Regions from separate parts of the Mus musculus genome. Here region 2 is linked to region 1. A link is a contact called in public Hi-C data. All regions are on one chromosome and are shown on one strand. Each heading gives the region's core, a stretch centred on a gene start, on an enhancer-like site or on the middle of the called end of the contact. The rest is flanking DNA. Distances are from core to core; before and after follow the strand shown. Region 1 has its middle 9.8 kb from the start of Gm24891. Region 2 overlaps Gm32925 (a long non-coding RNA gene).

What was found. A called contact is a pair of places that touch in the nucleus more often than the background predicts.
Region 2: a Hi-C map of morula shows a contact between it and region 1, with 2.6 times the contacts expected there. The contact joins two enhancer-like sites. A contact is called at or near these places in 16 of 39 promoter capture datasets (3T3-L1-derived adipocytes, the C10 cell line, the HPC-7 cell line and 10 more), 7 of 15 datasets of contacts at CTCF or cohesin (CD8 T cells, the G1E-ER4 cell line, embryonic stem cells and 4 more), 244 of 484 Hi-C or Micro-C datasets (the 3T3-L1 cell line, 3T3-L1-derived adipocytes, the 63-12 cell line and 126 more), 25 of 115 datasets of contacts at active chromatin or transcription factors (CD4 single positive thymocytes, CD8 T cells, the HPC-7 cell line and 16 more) and 2 of 9 other capture datasets (embryonic stem cells and pancreatic islet).

Annotation. Positions count from the first base shown.
Region 1 is chr16:87,516,044-87,520,706 of GRCm38.p6, forward strand. No RefSeq gene overlaps it. Among named protein-coding and RNA genes, the nearest start is that of Gm24891, 9.8 kb to the right of the region's middle. Within about 2 kb of position 2,633, at least 3 of the 459 cell types and tissues checked have an H3K27ac peak or open chromatin away from gene starts, as enhancers often do. A contact at or near this core is called in morula, where this site is marked.
Region 2 is chr16:87,749,813-87,755,018 of GRCm38.p6, forward strand. Gm32925 (a long non-coding RNA gene) reads left to right here. Exons shown (of 5, transcript XR_001781984.1): 2 at 5,204-5,206. Among named protein-coding and RNA genes, the nearest start is that of Gm32925, 14 kb to the left of the region's middle. Within about 2 kb of position 3,624, at least 8 of the 459 cell types and tissues checked have an H3K27ac peak or open chromatin away from gene starts, as enhancers often do. A contact at or near this core is called in morula, where this site is marked.

The sequences.
Region 1 (4,663 bases), core at 1,383-3,882:
ATGTTTAAGGTATGTGATCTGCCTTTTGATTTTGACTTTATATGGGATTACAGTTAAGTGATTAAATGAATCTCAGAAAAGATTTTGAACTTTGGACTTTTAATATTGTTGAGACTGCTATAGACTATGGGGACTTATGAAATTGGATTAAATGTATTTTGTTTGCATTATGCTATGTTTAGGTATAGTACCTATAGACTCATGTGTTTGAACAAGCCTATGGGGGCCAGGGAGTGGAATGTGGTGGTTTGAATATGCTTGGCCCAGGGAGTGGCACTACTTGGAGGTGTGACCTTGGTGGAGTAGGATCAGCAGGCAATCAGTGGGAGTCAAATTACGGGAAGGCAGCAGCTTTCAGCAAAGAGTTAAAGACAGAAGAATTGCCAAAAGTAAGCAGCTTTTAGCTGCAGAATACAGAAGAACTGCTAGAAGCCGTCATCTTTCAGCCTCAGAACAGTAAGAGGTAAATTATGGTTCCAGCTTCTGGCCTCTGGAACCGGAACCTTAAGAGAGAGTCACAAGGCCTGAAAATCATCAGCTGACTCCCACTTCACTACCTGACCCTGCCCATGACCAGTGCTTACATGTATGTCTGCATTCCACCTGTGTACATTGTCCACGTAGGCCAGAGGACTCTGTCAGGTGCCTTGGAGCTGGACTTACAGTCCGTTAGAGCAGCCATGTGGGTGCTGGGTGTTTTAAACCCCTGAGCCATTGCTCCAGCTCACCCTTACAAGATAAGGACCAAGAATTTGAATTTCTAAGGCTTTCTAAAGTTGCTTTTACTTGGCCAGGGAGCTGATGCTTTGAGAGCTATTGCTGGAGACAAATCTGTCCATGTGTGTTGGTTGGTTTCCTCGGCTGCTTTGCTTAGGCGATAGAGCAAAGAGCCGCGTTGCTGGGACTCACCTCTCTTTCACCTCACTCTATCTTCACATGTTCCCCACTGGCTGCTTCCCTTCTTTCTTTCTCTTTCTCTCTTTCTGTCCTTATCTGTCTCCTTTCTTTCTCTGCCTCTATTCCCTTCCCTATATGCCTTTCTGATGTTCCAAGTAAACTTCATTTTACACTAGACCTGTTGTATAGCTGATTCCTGGGGGTGGGGTGGGGTGGGAGGGTGCCTCAGCATAGGCCTGCAACCACAACATGCTACCACATCACAAAACATATCAAACACCAACACAAAAGCCTTTGTGTAAATGTGGGCAGTATTGAGGCTTTGCTACTACTCATGCAGGCTACCCACCCGTACTAGACTGCCCAGTGCATTCCAGACTTCTGAGAAAAGGTGCACTCAAGAATTCGGGCTCCATGTTCTTCCAGGCACTGACTGTATTTTTACTCATTTTGATTTTCAACCTTTTCCATGGCCCCCTTCCCTCTCTTCCCAGTTCTAGGGCCCATAGGAAGGCAGGGGCCTCTTTTGGTTCTTCTACTTGAAAGTCAATCTCTGCCCGTGCTGATGTCATCTGACCTGTCCTTGTTGCTCCTCTATATGGCCTCACCCTGTGCACAGCTGGATACAATTTTATGATTCAAAGTATCTTATCTAGCCTGTTACTCCAAAAAGTTGGTAACTACGTGTCTGTGTTAATCTGGAGCTGTTAAAAGGCAGTTTTCTGATTCTGGAGATCTGGAGTGGGGTCTGAGAGTCTGCACTTCTGAATAGACCCTCAGGTCGTGTTGACTTTGCTGGAACAAGAAGCAAGCTTGAAGTAGCAAGACTAAAGTTTGAAGTAACTGATCTTTTCAAGGAGATAATTACTATCACCATAAAGAAACAAAGCAGTGCTCCTGACTGCAGCTGCTCCTAAGAGAGATAAATGTGTTGATTTTGTAACAGTGACACCTCACCCTGGCTCCACAGTGGAGCTTCGTATTTTTTGCTGAGAAAATACTTTTGGAAGCATATGATTCTAGTGAGATGTGAGCTGGATCGGGAGCTGTGGGGGCTTTGAGAAACTGATATCTATAACATTGATCCTGCTAAGTAAAGTTGAAAATATCTTCTGCACTTCATAAATATACTGGCTAAAGCTTTGTGTTGTCAGCTTCCAATGAGAAAGTAGAAGACAAAACCTCATCTGTGTTAGGTGTTGACTCTGGGCCAAGCCCTCTAGGCGGTGGGGAACATGGCAGATGCAGTTTCCTGCACTGAGTAGGCGCTGAATGCAAACTTCAGAGAGATAATCATGATAAGTAAGTTCAGGCTTTTGTTGTTGTTGTTTCATTCATTTTCTATTTGCTTGTAATAGTTATAAAAAATCCTAGGCTTCATTGCAATATTTTAATGCATGTAGACAGTGAGCTTTGATCATACTAGAGATATAAGGACTAGAGATAATAAAATACCTTGTGCTGAGGAGCTGTGGAAGGCGAATGGTCTTTCTTTAAAAATTTGCGAGGGGCATTTTTTTTTGTTCTTGTTGTATTTTGTTTTTTGTTTTTGTTTTTATTTTTTTTTCCAAGACAGGGTTTCTCTGTGCAGCCCCGGCTGTCCTGGAACTCACTCTGTAGACCAGGCTGGCCTTGAACTCAGAAATCCGCCTGCCTCTGCCTCCCAAGTGCTGGGATTAAAGGCGTGCGCCACCACGCCCGGCTTTTTGTTTGTTTGTTTGTTTAATTAGATTTGTCCATTTTATTTTCTGTGTGTTTTGCCTGCCTGTATGCATGTGCATCAGGTGCATGCTTGGTGCGTGGAGGTCAGAACAGAGCATTGGATTTCTTGGAACTGGAGCTACAAATGGTTTGAGCTACCATGTAATCACTGAGAGATGAACCTGAGTCTGCTCCACTGACATTTTTGAGAATTCTGGAATTGTGGTTTCTTAAAAACAAACAAACAAACAAAAAACCAAACCACAGAAATATTCTAAGACTGTTCTGTAGGTTTAATTCCAGGCGTAGGGATGTGGGCTGCTTCGAACTGCCTGCAGCAGCAGCAGCTGACTGTGATTTGCCTTGTGCTCTAGCACAAGCGTGGTTTTGCCAGTTGGAGATAATTTCTGTGATTTCTCGATGTTTGGGGTTCTGGGAACTTTTCAGAGGATACATAAATGCTAGGGCCTCTGAGAGGCCTGGTCAGTGGTTGTTGTGTTGGTCTTTTAGGAAGGTTTCTTGCTATTTGTTAGTAGCTGTGGTCACAGAAGAAACAAAAGGAAAGGAATTAGATCCAGGGATCTCTCTCTCTCTTCCCCCCTCCTTCCCCTCCCTCCCTCCTTTTCCCTCTTTCTTTCTCCCCCTTTATCTTTGATTCTCTCCTATCTATTGTTAAGGAGTGAAACCAGGGGAGATAAAAGGATGGGACAAAGAAGAATAAAGTAGCAAAGACCAGCTGCAGTCTGCTGCAAGAAAAACAGGTGCTTTTAACTACTGAGCTATCTCTCCAGCCCTGGAGAAGAAGGAGCTTACTTAACAAGGTGGCGGATAAGCTGGGATCTGCAGGTCAGGGGCATAGGAAGTGAAGGAGCATAACCCTTGGTGGGTTTGGAGAGGAGCAGTGTTTAAAAGGTCACGTGACCACAGGTGGCAGAAACAACTCACAGGAGCTTAAGTATAAAAGGGAGCTTTGTTGGCCAGGTAAACTGAATGTAGGTAGCTATGGCCTTAGGCACAGAAGGTGAAGTGATCTCTCTTCCCCTCCTCTGCTTCCCTGGGAAAGCCCCTCTTATTCTTCTTCTTTGGGGGGGGGTGCTTCTTCAGGGTTGGAAAACCACAGGTTAAGGTCTCAGATATTCAAGATATGCAACATTCCAGTCTCACTACTGTGGGACAGAGTAAGGACCCCTTTCTTCCAGAATGACCATTTTAGGAAGCTCCCTAAGAGTCTGAACTTGTGGCGATCCACCCGCCTTACCCTTCCTAGAAATGCCACCGCGCCACCCAGCCCTGGACATTCTGACCCCATCTTAGATGATAGGTTTTGTTTTGAATACTGTTAGGATGTCTGTACCACACATGAGCATAAAGATGCTTAGAAAGGAAAGGAAGAAGAAAAAAAGCCCTTGAATGTTGTAAACATGACTATGTATATATACAAAACATAAAGAAATGGAGTTAAAAATAAAATCTATTTTCATCACAGTCATTACTGTTGTGACTGTGACACAGTTCAGCATCTGGATGTGAGGGCAGCATGGTCCTTGGGCCAGGAGACAGATTTACTATGAGTTTGCTTAGGTCATAGCCTCCTTTCTGGACTCTTTTGAAATTAATCATTTCTTCTATAAGCGTTATGGACAAATAAGGTGATATTTAGTTACAGCAATTGATTTCTCATAAATTAGGCAGAGGAGATGTATTCCAATGTAATGAAAACATGCAAGGTTGCAATTTGTGTTTAGAATTGGTCAAAGGGGCTTAGCCGCTAATGCCATACTATTGCAACTGATAGACATAGGAAAGGATCTTTCCTGTCGAATTTTAGCTCCGTTATTGTGCACTGAGCAGTCATGATTGGACAAGATCATGGAAGTATCTATCTGAGCCGACTGTAGACTTGGTGGATTGTTGTGTATGCACAATTTAGGGAATTCGTTTTATTTTAATTTCCTTGTGAGGGTATGTGTGTCCTGTATGTGTGTAGCATTTGTGCATATGTGTAGATTCAGGTTGCATGCACCTCTGCATGTAAATACCACAGCCAGAAGATCATACAACGCTT
Region 2 (5,206 bases), core at 2,374-4,873, 230 kb after region 1:
CTGTGGCTGCCGGTGACGTATGGCCAGGACTGGGCTAGAGAGAACCATGGAGCTAAAGGCAGTAAAGAGGCATGGACACAAGTCCAGGGGCAGAAATTGCTAGATCCAGTGCTGTAGTTTTTCTTGTTCTCCACTGTAATTCTCTCTGTTTTAAGCAAGTCCTCAGTGAACTGTGTTTATGTGATCATCCATGTATTTCCTGTAGTTTTGAGAATAAGGGGAGAGGCCTCTTGTTCTTAGGTAAGATCAGAACTTGGATTGCATAGACTGGTGGTGGTAAGAATGACTCGGGGAGACGTGAGGAGGCAGTCACTGAAGCAGTGGCTCCAAATGAGAACGACGTATGGTGTGGTAGACAGTGTTTGAATTTACCGAGTATTTCATTCACGCCTGCTAAACCCAGGAAAGGTCATGTCTCAGGGTTTTATTGCTGTGAAGAGACACCATGACCATGGCAACTCTTTTTTTTTTTTCATTTTTTAATTAGATATTTTCTTCATTTACATTTCAAATGCTATTCCGAAAGTCCCCTATACCCTTCCCTGCCCTGCTCCCCAACCCACCCACTCCCACTTCCTGGCCCTGGCATTCCCCTGAACTGGGGCATATGATCTTCACAAGACCAAGAGCCTCTCCTCCCATTGATGGCCGACTAGGCCATCCTCTGCTACATATGCAACCAGAGACACAGTTCTGTGTGTGTGTGTGTGTGTGTGGGGGGGTACTGGTTAGTTCATATTGTTGATCCTCGTATAGAGTTGCAGACCCCTTCAGCTCCTTGGGTACTTTCTCTAGCTCCTTCATTAGGGGCCCTGTGTTCCATCCAATAGATGACTGTGAGCATCCACTGCTATATTTGCCAGGCACTGGCATAGCCTCACCAGAGATAGCTATACCAGGGTCCTGTCAGCAAAATCTTGCTAGCCTATGCAATAGTGTCTGGGTTGACCACGGCAATTCTTATAAAGGCAAACATTTCATTGGGGCTGGCATACAGCTTCAGAGGGGTGGCCCATTATCATCATGGCAGGAAACACAGCAGCACTCAGGTAGACATGGTGCTGGAGGAGCTGAGAGTTCTACATCTTGATCTCTAGGCAGCAGGAGGGAACTGGAGTTCCATACTGGGCAGAGCTTGGGCATATAAAAGACCTCAAAGGCTCACCTCTAGAGTGACAACTTACTCTAATAAGGCCACACCTCCTGGTAGTGCCACTCTCCATGGGGCTCAAATCTATTCAAATCATCACGGGCCATTTGCTGAAAAGTGGGTGGATAATGAAATACAGGCAGGAAAACCCCTGGGCAGATGCACCAAGAAGCACTACATAGCACTCTCTGTCCTCTTTCTCGCCTGTACAAGCCGGAGCTATCTTCGCTTGGCATGTGGTGTGGATATGAAGGGTTAGCTTTACGCATCATGCGGATTTTCTCAGGCACTGGCCACATCACCAGCTGTGCTGTGTCTCTGTGTGTGTCTGTGAGGACACTTATGGATAACCTTAGCACTGGGATGAGCGACTCAGTACCCTCGACTGCCATCTCTCACTAAGTGGGTCTCACCCGGTCAATCCACCGAGGTTCTGAAAAGAACAGGAAGCAGAGAACGCACCCACTTCCGGTTGCCTTTGCTCTCAGACACGCCCTGGGTTCTCAGGCCTTCGGATTCGCATGCACCTAGTTTTGCTGGGTCTTCTGCTTGCGTATGGCAGATGGCAGAACTTCTCAGTTACCGTAGACCAGTGAGCTGTTTGCTCAGAATCTCCGTGCTGATGACTGATAAGGCCTTCCAGCTCTTCCCCTAGAACACCTCAAGAAGCGAATAAGCCTGTGCAGTTGTGAACAATTGAGAGCTGGGGCCATTTATTATTGTGGTATAGTTTGACGTGTCTTGATTTATACCATAGCATTTCCCAAGATACAAAGACGTAGAACACAGAAAAGCTGAACCCTTTATTGAGTGAGACCCAGGAGGGGAGTTCTGTAGATCTGCCGATCCTGTGGGTGGTTAGGCTTGAACTTGCACTTGGGGGTTTCATGCTGATGCCAAATAGGGCATTTATACTCTTCTGAAATGCCACTTCTGCCATATAAACATTTGTTTGCTCACTCAACAGCCCAACACTCACCTTTCACCTCCTAATTATTCAAACCATCATACTCAGAGACTCTAATGACAGCCGCCATGGGTACATAAACACCAGTGTAGAAAGCATGTATCTGATGAGCTCAGGCTTGCTTTATACGTGATTATCAAAAACTATCATTGAGAGAAGAACTGTACTCTTGGAAAGTCCTGAAAACCCCTGTCTTAGCCACTCTCCCAATTTTTACAACAGGAAGCTAATCTGCATATTATATTTTAAAAAGATTTTTAAAAGATTTGACCATTGAAGATGCATTTAAAACAATCCTCCTAGTTCCACGAGGGCAGCCACCCAGATCAATTAGAAAGGCCTCAATACTTTACAGCAGCCCGGGCATTGATGGGCATGAGTTACAGACAGAGGACTCAGCATTTGTTGCAGGGAGTTGGGAGGTCAGCCCAAAGAAGCTGTGCTTGAAAAGCAGCCTCCATAAATACTCTGTCTGTCCCTGTTCTGCCTCTCAGTAAAAGCAAGTAGAGAAACCAGAGCGTTACCCAGATAACTAGAGAGAAACAAGATTGGTGTTCGTGGCAGGTAACGAGGAGAAGTTCCTCTAGATTTTCCAGGTTTCTATTCTTTGCCTCCTGGGGTCAGCAAGAATCTGATCTGGCTCACAGAAGCCGCTTCAGACAAGGCCAAGGCTCCCAGGGGCTGCATAATGCTTCTTAGGAATTCCCCGACTCCTCGATCCGGATTTTGAAACAGCTCTGTCAGATCTCGCGGCCACGCTGTTCCCACGGGTTCATGGCAAAACCCCAATACTGCGACTGCTGTGAAATTGTTAAGCTGTTTGTGAAACCTCAGAAAGCAATGTCTCGGGCAGCTCCTACTTACGATGCTGGTGTAAGAGGACAGGGCTCTTACAGGGTGGGCAAAGGAGACCAACTGTGGCTGAGACAGGGCAGAAGATGCTGTGTGTCTGTTTCTGTAGGAGATACTTGCAGCATCCTGTGTAACACATTCCCGCAAGGCAGAACCCCTCACCGACTACCACTGCAGATGAGAACAGGAAGATTCACTAATCACACGAGGCAGGTCAAGGACCCAGGCGTGGTGGCGCACGTCTTTAATCTCAGCGCTCGGAAGGCAGAGGCAGGTGGATTTCTGAGTTCAAGGCCAGCCTGGTCTACAAAGTGAGTTCCAGGACAGCCAGGGCTATACAGAAAAACCCTGTCTCGGAAAACAAACAAACAAAATCAAAAAACAAAAAAACACAAAAGGACCCTTAAACGTGGAGGGAACCACATGACAGGGCGGTGAGCTGTGCCCTGTGTTAGATGAGATAAGAGTCCTCAGGACAGTCCCACTCACCTCAACTCTAGTGGCAGATCGGGCAGCTGGATCAGCACTGGAGTCAAAGCCCCCGTCACTCAGTAAGACCTGGATGGCCGTGGCTGGTCTGCTTGCTGTCTTGAGACGTAACTTGTTAAAAACCGACCGTAGCAGGGGTGAAAGGAGGAGAGGCTGAGAAGAGGGAACAGCCGGAGGAGGCTCAGCACAGGCAAGGAAGCACCTGGTTGGCCAACGGCCTCCTCAACCAAGAAGAACCCTGGAGTCGTTCTGCGCCTGCATTCATTGGGAGCCTCAGACTCTGGAACTACCAGTGTGCCACTATGGGGCCCAAGAGCTCAAGTTCTCATGCTGGACTTGGCTCCTATAACACGACCCACTTTGCCATCACCCCTCCAGCAGGATGATTGACACTCATCAAGTCTTGGAAGTAAAAAGATCAATCCCCTGCCCCCATACCAAGCTCAGTTATCTTGCTGTTTTTCGCGTTCCCAGTCCGTGTGGAAAAGGCTCCCCTTTAGTTACCCTAAGAGAAGAGGATCTGGGGAGTCTGCCTAGCCCACAGACTGCACAGGAAGTGTGGGCAGCAGAGGGACCCGGCGTGCAACGCAGAAACGTAAGTGAAGCCAGTTGTGGACATCAACTGCTCCAGACTCAACACTAGCAAAGTGACCTAGCAAAGGAAACAAGACTTGACGTGTGCCTGTGGGCATTTCCGGAGATGTAGCTCACAATGATCTGGATCACCAGTTTCCGGAGATCCAATTCCTTCCCTCTTCTGACCTCCTGACCTCTGTGAGCACAGGGCACATGTACTACATAGACATACGTGAAGGTTCAACATTCACACACACACACACTTACATAAATCTAAAAGTAATTTTAAAAAAATAGCTAGATTATCTAAAGAATTGCAAAAAGTAAGCAACAAAACCATCAGTAAATGGACCAACCAATCCATTTAGTAAACGGTTCTCAAAGAGTTACACATGGCCAATAAATACATAAAATATGGTCAACACTCCTAATCTACAGGAAAACGCAAATGAATTCTGCTAAAATAGAATGGCTGTCATTAAGCAAACAAAGGACTACAAATTCTGGTTGAGGATCTGAAAAAGAACAGCCAGCGGGAGTGTGAGCTGACGCAGCCACCGTGGAGACTTCTAATGCCGTGTACAGCAGCAGTGCCGCCCCGCGTCAGATACATAACACTGAAGTTTCTAAGTCAATGTAGCGTAGCGATACTTACACACCTGTGCCTAATTGTATCCCTACTCTCAATAGATCGGCAATGGGCCCAACACAGATGTCTGCAAAGAGATGAGTGGGTAAAAATAAATGAGACAGTTATGTGAATGGAATATTATTATGCAATAAAAAAAGAAATCGTGGCATTTACAAGAAATTTGTTGCAAGTAGAAACCACGTTAAGTGCAGTAAGCAGGGACCCAGGCGCAGCGCATAGACACGACAGGAAATTAAGGGTGGGAACTATTTGGGGTGGGGGTGGAGGTAACTCCTGGAGAGGAGCGGCGACCAAGTTCAGGGTGGAGAATGGGGGAATCCATGGAGACACTGGTGAGCGAGCGCCACAGGCCAGTACTCGCACGCTAAGCTAACTTAAAGACCAATGGGAAAAGCCAGTTTCCACCATGACTTTGACTTACAAACACTCATCAGAATAATTCTTTTCCTTTGGTGTGTGATACAGAGGTGTGTGTGTTAGATGGTCTGACGCATGACCGTTGTTTTTGTTTTTCCAGAAC